Regions from separate parts of the Mus musculus genome. Here region 2 is linked to region 1. Evidence: chromatin contacts called from public Hi-C data. All regions are on one chromosome and are shown on one strand. Each heading gives the region's core, a stretch centred on a gene start, on an enhancer-like site or on the middle of the called end of the contact. The rest is flanking DNA. Distances are from core to core; before and after follow the strand shown. Region 1 holds the start of Slc22a7 (solute carrier family 22 (organic anion transporter), member 7). Region 2 holds the start of Cul7 (cullin 7).

Evidence for each region. Hi-C and Micro-C count contacts between places; a contact is called where the count stands out from the background.
Region 2: a Hi-C map of embryonic stem cells shows a contact between it and region 1, with 2.5 times the contacts expected there. The contact joins the promoter of Cul7 here to the promoter of Slc22a7 in region 1. A contact is called at or near these places in 3 of 39 promoter capture datasets (the 3T3-L1 cell line, frontonasal cranial neural crest and hippocampal neurons), 1 of 484 Hi-C or Micro-C datasets (embryonic stem cells), 2 of 115 datasets of contacts at active chromatin or transcription factors (embryonic stem cells and hepatocytes) and 2 of 9 other capture datasets (adipose tissue and pancreatic islet).

The regions. Positions count from the first base shown.
Region 1 is chr17:46,436,085-46,440,183 of GRCm38.p6, reverse strand. Slc22a7 (solute carrier family 22 (organic anion transporter), member 7) reads left to right here and starts at 1,707. Exons shown (of 10, transcript NM_144856.2): 1 at 1,707-2,187; 2 at 2,758-2,861; 3 at 2,951-3,105; 4 at 3,207-3,375. The coding sequence starts at 1,795. Gm36541 (a long non-coding RNA gene) reads right to left here and starts at 3,133. Exons shown (of 3, transcript XR_385613.3): 1 at 2,742-3,133; 2 at 2,489-2,525; 3 at 2,104-2,405. It also overlaps the pseudogene Gm5093.
Region 2 is chr17:46,648,098-46,652,196 of GRCm38.p6, reverse strand. It overlaps Cul7 (cullin 7), which reads right to left and starts at 1,859. Exons shown (of 26, transcript NM_025611.5): 1 at 1,482-1,859; 2 at 179-760. The coding sequence starts at 752. It overlaps Mrpl2 (mitochondrial ribosomal protein L2), which reads right to left. Exons shown (of 7, transcript NM_025302.4): 3 at 3,819-3,960; 4 at 3,610-3,725; 5 at 3,428-3,538; 6 at 3,089-3,162; 7 at 2,065-2,313. The coding sequence ends at 2,101.

The DNA of each region.
Region 1 (4,099 bases), core at 458-2,957:
CTGCAAGTGCCTGTACCATCTGAGCCATCTTCCCTGCCCCTCCTCCACCTTTTAAAAGTTATTTTGTGCTTCCTGTTCTCCACCATGGCGCAAGATCAAGGGGAAAAGGAGAACCCCTTGCGGGAACCGCGCATCCGCAAGCTCTGCCTCAATATCTGCGGAGACAGACTGACCCGGGCAGCCAAGGTGTTGGAGCAGCTCACAGGCCAGACCCCGGTGTTCTCCAAAGCTAGATACACTGTCAGGTCCTTTGGCATCCGGAGAAATGAGAAGATTGCCGTTCACTGCACAGTCCGCGGAGCCAAGGCAGAGGAAATTCTGGAGAAAGGTCTGAAGGTGCGGGAGTATGAGTTGTGGAAAAATAACTTCTCGGATACTGGAAACTTTGGTTTTGGACTTCAGGAACACATTGACCTGGGCATCAAATACGACCCAAGCATTGGGATCTACGGCCTGGACTTCTATGAGGTACTGGGTAGGCCAGGGTTCAGCATCGCAGACAAGAAGCGCAGAACAGGCTGCATTGGGGCCAAACACAGAATCAGCAAGGAGGAGGCCACGCGCTGGTTCCAGCAGAAGTACGATGGGATCATCCTTCCTGGAAAATCAACTTTTTCCAAAAAGCCAATAAAATTTTCTCAGAAATGCAAAAAAAAAAAAAGTTATTTTGTTGTTCTATAATTTATGCAACTGTTACATAATTTTCAACTCAAATTATACAACTCAGCATGACGGCACCGGCACCACAATCAGTTGTAGAGCGAACCTTCTGGTCATCCACAGAGACGCCCCTCCCCACCAATCACCATGCACTCATTTGCTGGCACTTAGCCCCGCAGAAGCCTCGGGCCTTCCCTAACCTTCCAGGTTCTTCTTTGCAACCCTGGGAAACGTCATCCAGGATGCTCTTAAAGAGGCAGACTGGACTGCAGATGAAAATTCCTGGGCTGGAGAGATGGCTCAGCGGTTAAGAGCACCGACTGCTCTTCCGAAGGCCCTGAGTTCCATTCCCAGCAACCACATGGTGGCTCACAACCATCCATAACAAGATCTGGTGCCCTCTTCTGGAGTGTCTGAAAGATAGCTACAGTGTATTTACATATAATAAATAAATAAATCTTTTTAAAAAAAAAAAAAAGAAAGAAAGAAAGAAAAAAGAAAATTCCTGAGACCCCCACACAGGGCCAGCACAGTCTCAGAGGTCACCTCAGAGGTCACTTAGGTTAGGGCGTCCATTCCAGACATGGCCAAGGGCTATGGGGAAAGTTTGGGGTTTATCAGAGGCTCCCTTACCCAAGGGGAGTCCAGCCCTCATCCTGAGTCCTGGGCTGTGAGTCAAACTGTGCTGTGCTTGCAAATAGACAAGGCTGGCTGACCTAAAGTTTCACAGGACAAAGGCTACCCAGGACAGCAGGCACTATACCCAGGGGACCTGTTTACCTTACATAGCCCTGAAGGTCTAATCAGTAGCTCAGGCCTCACTCAATCCACACCTGGCTGCCCTCCTATGCCAGCCCTTGGCTCTGCTACCTGTTCTCTGAGCTCCAATGTGTAAAGGCCAGAGTACACCAGGACCTCTGAGGAATGGTGGCCTTTCCCCTTAGGTAGGATCCATTGATGTGTAGATGATGTGGGAGGGCCCAGGTCTGGGCCAGCCTCTGGGGGGCTGGATTCTGGCTACAGACTCTGCACTCATCAGTACAACTATTCCCACCTCCAGAGTCCAAGGGCACATGTAGCAAGCAGGTTGACCGATCCTAGGTACTATAGAGGCACACCTGGTGGGTGGAGGGCATGGGCTTCGAAGAGCTGCTGCACAAGGTGGGTGGCTTTGGGCCTTTCCAACTGCGGAATCTGGTGCTGCTGGCCCTGCCCCGATTCCTGCTCCCGATGCATTTTCTCCTGCCCATCTTCATGGCTGCTGTGCCTGCCCATCATTGTGCCCTGCCTGATGCCCCAGCCAACCTCAGTCACCAGGACTTGTGGCTGAAAACCCATCTACCCCGGGAGACTGACGGCAGCTTTAGTTCCTGCCTCCGCTTTGCCTATCCCCAGGCTCTTCCCAATGTCACCTTGGGAACAGAGGTGTACAACTCTGGGGAGCCTGAGGGTGAGCCCCTCACAGTGCCCTGCTCCCAGGGCTGGGAGTACGACCGCTCAGAATTCTCTTCCACCATTGCAACTGAGGTACCCAAGCCCAGAGGGTGCGGGATATGTGAGTGGGTTGAGCCAGCCATTACCTTGGGGGCAGGGGACCGGAGAGAACCTTCTTGCACTCTAAGGACTTTCATTCCCGTGTGGAGACCAGCCTGTAGCTTTAAAGCTGGGTTCAGTTCGTTTACTATAATTTACCCAAGGGCTAAGGCAGCTCCAGGGAGTTGGAACAGAGGCTGAAAAGGACATCTCTGTAGTAAAAGATAGAGAAACTGTGGAAGCCTCCATCCTTTTCTCCCCTCTGCCTCATTCCTGTCCCAGGTCTGAGATTTACCTGAGTCATCCCGAGAGGAAGGGTGGGTGGAGTCTCCCTGCGGAGAGACAACAGGATTCCTTGGTGGCCGTGATGGACCTCTGTGGGAAAGCACTGAGCTCTAGGACTAGGGAGAGGCAAAGTCTTCCCTTTCTAGTGCTGAGGTTGATAGCTAGGGATGGGGGAATCTTCTGAAACGGTCAGGGCTGCCTGGGAGTCTGGAGAGGAGGGACATCGTGGCTGGAGAGGGGCTCTTACAGATCCGACAACTTACCCGCCTGTCTCTGCAGTGGGATCTGGTGTGTCAGCAGAGAGGCCTGAACAAAGTTACATCCACGTGCTTCTTCATCGGCGTGCTGCTGGGGGCTGTGGTGTACGGATACTTGTCTGACAGGTGAAATAAGGGACCGGTGTTGGGGACAGGCCTCATCACCTGTATCTGGGCATCCCTGTGGGGACCTGACCTCGCATGGCCCTTGGCAGGTTTGGCCGGCGCCGGCTTCTGCTGGTGGCCTACGTGAGCACCCTGGCGCTGGGCCTGATGTCTGCAGCCTCGGTCAACTACATCATGTTTGTCACCACCCGCATGCTCACCGGCTCAGCCCTGGCTGGTTTTACCATCATTGTACTTCCGTTGGGTGAGGCGAGGCCTGGAGGGAGGCTGCGGGGGTGGGGTGGGGTGGGGGGGTGGAGGAAGATGGGTCCATTTGGCCCCTGCTAATGGTCTCTCTGTCCCCAGAGTTAGAGTGGCTGGATGTGGAGCACCGCACTGTGGCTGGGGTCATCAGCACCACCTTCTGGACAGGAGGGGTGCTGCTGCTGACCCTGGTTGGGTACCTGATACGGAGCTGGCGGTGGCTTCTGCTAGCTGCCACTCTGCCATGTGTTCCGGGCATCATTAGCATCTGGTGAGAATGGCGAGCAGCTGTGCGGTTAGTTAGAGACTAAGATGCAAAAGTGGGGGCTGGAGAGACGGCTCAGCTGTTAGCATACGCTGCTCTTCTGGAGGAGATATGTAAGTCCAGCTCTCAGAGATCAGACACCTCTAGCTCCTGTGGGCCACACATACATACGCACACTCATACTCAAAGACACACAGAGACACAGACACAGATAACACACATAGGCATAGACAGAGACACACACATAGACACAGACACACCCAAACACAGATACATACACCCAAACACACACACACACACACACACACACTCATATACTCATAGGCATACTCAAAGACACACAGACATAGGCACATACACAGACACTGATATACACCTAGGCACAGACACAGACATAGAAACAGACACACCCAAACATTGATACATACATCTAAACACCCAGACAGAGAAACACACACAGGCAGATACACAGACACACACAGACACACCCGAACACAGATACATACATCCAAACCCACACCCACACAACTAAAAATAATAGAAACAAACAAACAAAGAACAAGAAGACCAAGAGACAGGCTGGGGATTGGTTCAGTTGGTGCTTGCCTGCCATACACAAAGCCCTGGGTTTATCTCCAGTACTTAGTAGACAGTGGCGATGGTGCATACCTCTATCCACAATACTCAGGAGGCAGAGGCATAACAGTCAGAAGTTCTAGGTCATGCTCAG
Region 2 (4,099 bases), core at 610-3,109, 210 kb before region 1:
CCACAACAAACATTCTCCCTACCCCGCCCCCTCTTTTTTTCTTCCAACTTAAAAGTGAACAACAACTGAGCCATTCCGTACTGATGAGGTCAGAAGGTCCTGTCCCAGTGTCCTCTGAATCCCTGAGCCGACCCAGACCCTCTCCTGTTCTCCCTCCCCCACCACAAATGTCCCTCACCAGCATCGTGGGAGGACAGAGCTTGGATCATCCGGCCTGCGCTCCAGCGGATCTGATAATCAGGACTGCTCAACATGTGCATGAGCAAGTTCACAACCCTGCGGTCTTTGAAGATGCCAGTGAGGGGCTCGATGCTGGCATAGGCACTGAGTACATGGACCGTGTGAAGGAGAGGGGCAGGAGGCACGGTGCCCACGCACTCCTCCAGCTGCCGAAGGGCCCTCTGAATCAAGGACTTCACATCTGTTTCCATCTCCCCCAGCACAGACTTGTCGAGGGCCCCTGCCTCAGTGGACTCCCGGGAAGGTGCGATGACTTGGCCATTCTCGCCCAGCATCTTGTGGCAGTTGGCATAGATCTCATCGTCAGACATCCATAACAGGATATGCTCAGCCTTGCAGTCCACTGTAGAGTCCCGGTCCCCATCATCCCCGCGCCTGAGGATGAGCCAGCGGATCTGATACTCGGGGTGCCCATTATGGCCAACCCGTTGGCGGATCAATTCATCCGGATACGCGTGCAAGCCAGGCCCCAGGGGCACCCTGAATTCCCTGTATCGTAGCTCCCCTACCATCGTGGCACCTGAGACACACAAGGAAGAGAGAAAAGGCAAGCTAGAGTGAGAGGGAGGTCAGAAAACAAGGGCATCCAGGAGTTGGAGGAGCGAAAGCAGCAACAGCTGTTATTCTGGGTGGGGTAAAGTTGGGCCTGCTTCGGCCGGTGAGACCTGGACTGGACAGAAGAACATTGCGGAGTTTGTTATTCAAGAGCAAAATATTGGAGCTAAGAGGTCTCTAAGGCTCGCAGCCTCGAGTGGGTTTGGTTCGGAACACCCGGAAGGGCAGTGGCATAGAGCAGTGTTGGATTTACAAATGAAGCCCAAGGTCCTGGGACAGATAAAAGTAATTTAGGGAAACGGGTGTGTGGGGGCCCAGAACTGTGTCGGAGGGGGATGCGGTCTCTAAATTGAAGCACTGGATTGTGAGGCCCAAAGGAAAGGGCACAGAAATGGCCATCAGCAAAGCACGATGGGCTGGGAGAAGGGGAAGGTATGGGAGACATCCATGACCAGAGGCGCGAGGCCGGGAGAAGGGTGCATCAGGGGTCCGATGGATAAGCGGCGCGAGGCTTGGTGGATGGGAATCAAGACCCGAGAAGGTCCGGAAAGGGCGTGGTGGGATAGGATGGGGAGGTAGGCCCAGTAAAGGATAGTCCCGAAGCACGGTTGGGAAGGAGACGCGAGGCTCCGCGGTCGATCGGAAGCCCAGAATAGGGGCAGGGGCTGCGGTGGGGCTCTGGCCACCTCAGAAGTCCGCCGGGATCCTGGCGCGAGGCCTGTCCTTTGCAGAGCTAGGGACGCGCGGAACACGATGGCGGCTGCGGCGCTGGCGAGTGTTTGGGCCCCGCCTGGGCCCCCTGAAGGGGTCTAGGCGCAGAGGAGGGGGCGTGCCTCTGCAGGAGACAGGCGGGCAGAGGGCGTGACCAGCAGAGGCCTCCGAGGCGCGCCGGCGCACTGCCTGCTGCAGGGTGGAGCCTAGTCCTGGCTGGTGCTCCAGGCGCTCCGAGGCTCCGCCGCCTGCTCCAGCCACCGCTCGCTTCCGCCTGATTTAGCGGAAAGCTGGGGGCCGGGGGCCATCAGCGGGCGGAGTAGCGGGTGCCACCTGGACGACGCAGCCCTCCAGTCCTGCACCGCCCTTTCCTCTTCCTCTTAGTCCTCCTTCCTGCTGCCGGAAGTGCCTTCCCATTTCCCAAAGCCAGAACTGGATAGGACCTTGGAGGTCATTTCTGCCCCCTCCCCATCCGTTTTTCCATCCTCTTCCCTCTATCCCTGTTTACTTCTTGTCCATTCTGTACCGCGCCCTCCCAAGTGAAAAGGTAGTAAGAGATAAAAACAAGAGACATTTTATTAGAGTCCAGGGCAATCAGTTTTGGGCAGCAGCGGAGGGCAGCTTCACATAACTCTTCATGGGTGGTAGTGGCCGAATCTTTCGGCCGGCCCAGCCTCCCTTGCGTTGCCACAGCCCACTGTTAGGCCTCTTGCCCAGCCAGCGGTTCCTTCCTGCCTTGCCGATGACCCGCTGGTTATGGTTAACGTTGGATACTCGGCCTACAGTTGCAGTGCATGACTCCAGCACCTGACAAGAGAAGCAGACAAGAACGCACCGGTGGGGACACGAGGCTGGCAGGGCAGTGTTGGGAACACTACTCTGGGTGACTTCTTACACTCAATGAGGGACGGGAGAAGGGAGAAACACAAAACATTAGAATATAAACGTGGGTCCAACAATGAATTAAAAGTTAAGGAAAAGACTCCCCATATCTATGTTTGTGTCTGTGGTTTTCTTTTGGAGTCAGGGTCTGGGAAGGTATGTAGTCTTGGCTGACCTGGCACTGCACCAAGACACCCCTGCCTCTGACTCTTGAGAGATGGGATTAAAAGCCAGTTCCAACCTGGTGGTTCAACCTACGTCTTTTTCTGGTTTTTTGAGAAAGCCTAGGTGGCTTGCTTCTTTTGCCTCAGTGTCTGGGATGCTGGGGTTACAGACACGGATGGCCCGGCCTGGCTGGGAAGGGCATCTCGACTCTAAAGTTCCAGCCTGATATGGCATGCTTAGTCAGGTAGCAGAAACAGAGCAGACACAGAGGGAGGCACTGCCTGGCATCATAAACACTTGGGAGACACTGAGGGACATTCTAAAACTTCCTTCTCTTTTTCTTTTTGTTTTTTGAGGTAGGGTTTCTCTGTGTAGCCCTGGCTGTCCTGGAACTCACTCTGTAGACCAAGCTGGCCTTGAACTCAGAAATCCACCTGCCTCTGCCTCCCAAGTGCTGGGATTAAAGGCATGCGTCACCACTGCCCGGCCAAAACTTCCTTCTTTGCTGACCCCTCCCATCTGTGCCCATACACACCTGCATTTGCCTCTTCGAGGGCAGCTGGATAATGGCTGTCCCGTTCACCTTCCGAAGCAGCACACCGCATGTCCCTGGGGAAGGGGAAACAGCTTGGCCACCTTCCACAAATCAGAGGGAGGTTTCCATGGGGATCTGAGGCCACATGCCACCCTTCCTTTGCCCTTGGGGGGGCACATGAAACACAGAAGATCATACACTATGATCTAGGCTAAAACAAAGCACAGATTGATCCTCTCATTGTTTGTTTCTTCCTGTCCTGGAACAGATGTGAGTCTAAAGGGTTCCCAGAATAGTGCTATCCCAATTGTGGGATGTGTGTAGCTTTTGTGCCCATACCTGCAGCTCGGATATACTGGGCTCCCCGGCCAGGCTCGCTCTCTACGTTGTTGATGAGGGTCCCCACAGGCAGCGCCCCAAGTGGATGTGCATCCCCCTCCTGGGCGGCCACTAGAAAACAGGATCTCATCAGCACAAGACCCAGCCACCTCCACCCCACACATCCACCAGCCATCCCTCACCTGCCATCCTGCCTATGTGATTAGAGTTCAGGATTGTATCTCCAGCCTTCATGTTTTCCGTGGCAATGATCCAGCGCTTCCGGCTACCCCCAGCAACCAGAGCTATGTCTGCAGACCTGTTCAGGATGATGGACAAAGCCCACATTTTCTGAGAAGCTACAAAACAACAATTCAGACCACACCATCATCATTTCCCATCCCAAACTTGCCTACAAGGATCATAGCGGACTACCACAACCTTCTCCTCAAACGGTTCTGGTGCCTTTTCCTTTTCTGGCCGGAACCGTAGAAAGTCAATCATGCGATAATTCTGTTTGTGGCCTCCACCGATACCATGCACTCGGATGCGGCCTAGGATCAAGACAGTTCAGGCATGTGATTCAGGTTAGAATAACTCTCAGCCTAGATTGGACAGTAGTACTCCCTCACTATTATATCACAAACAGAAAAACGACAAAGGGTTGGTGGTATAGCAGTACAGAGCTTGCCT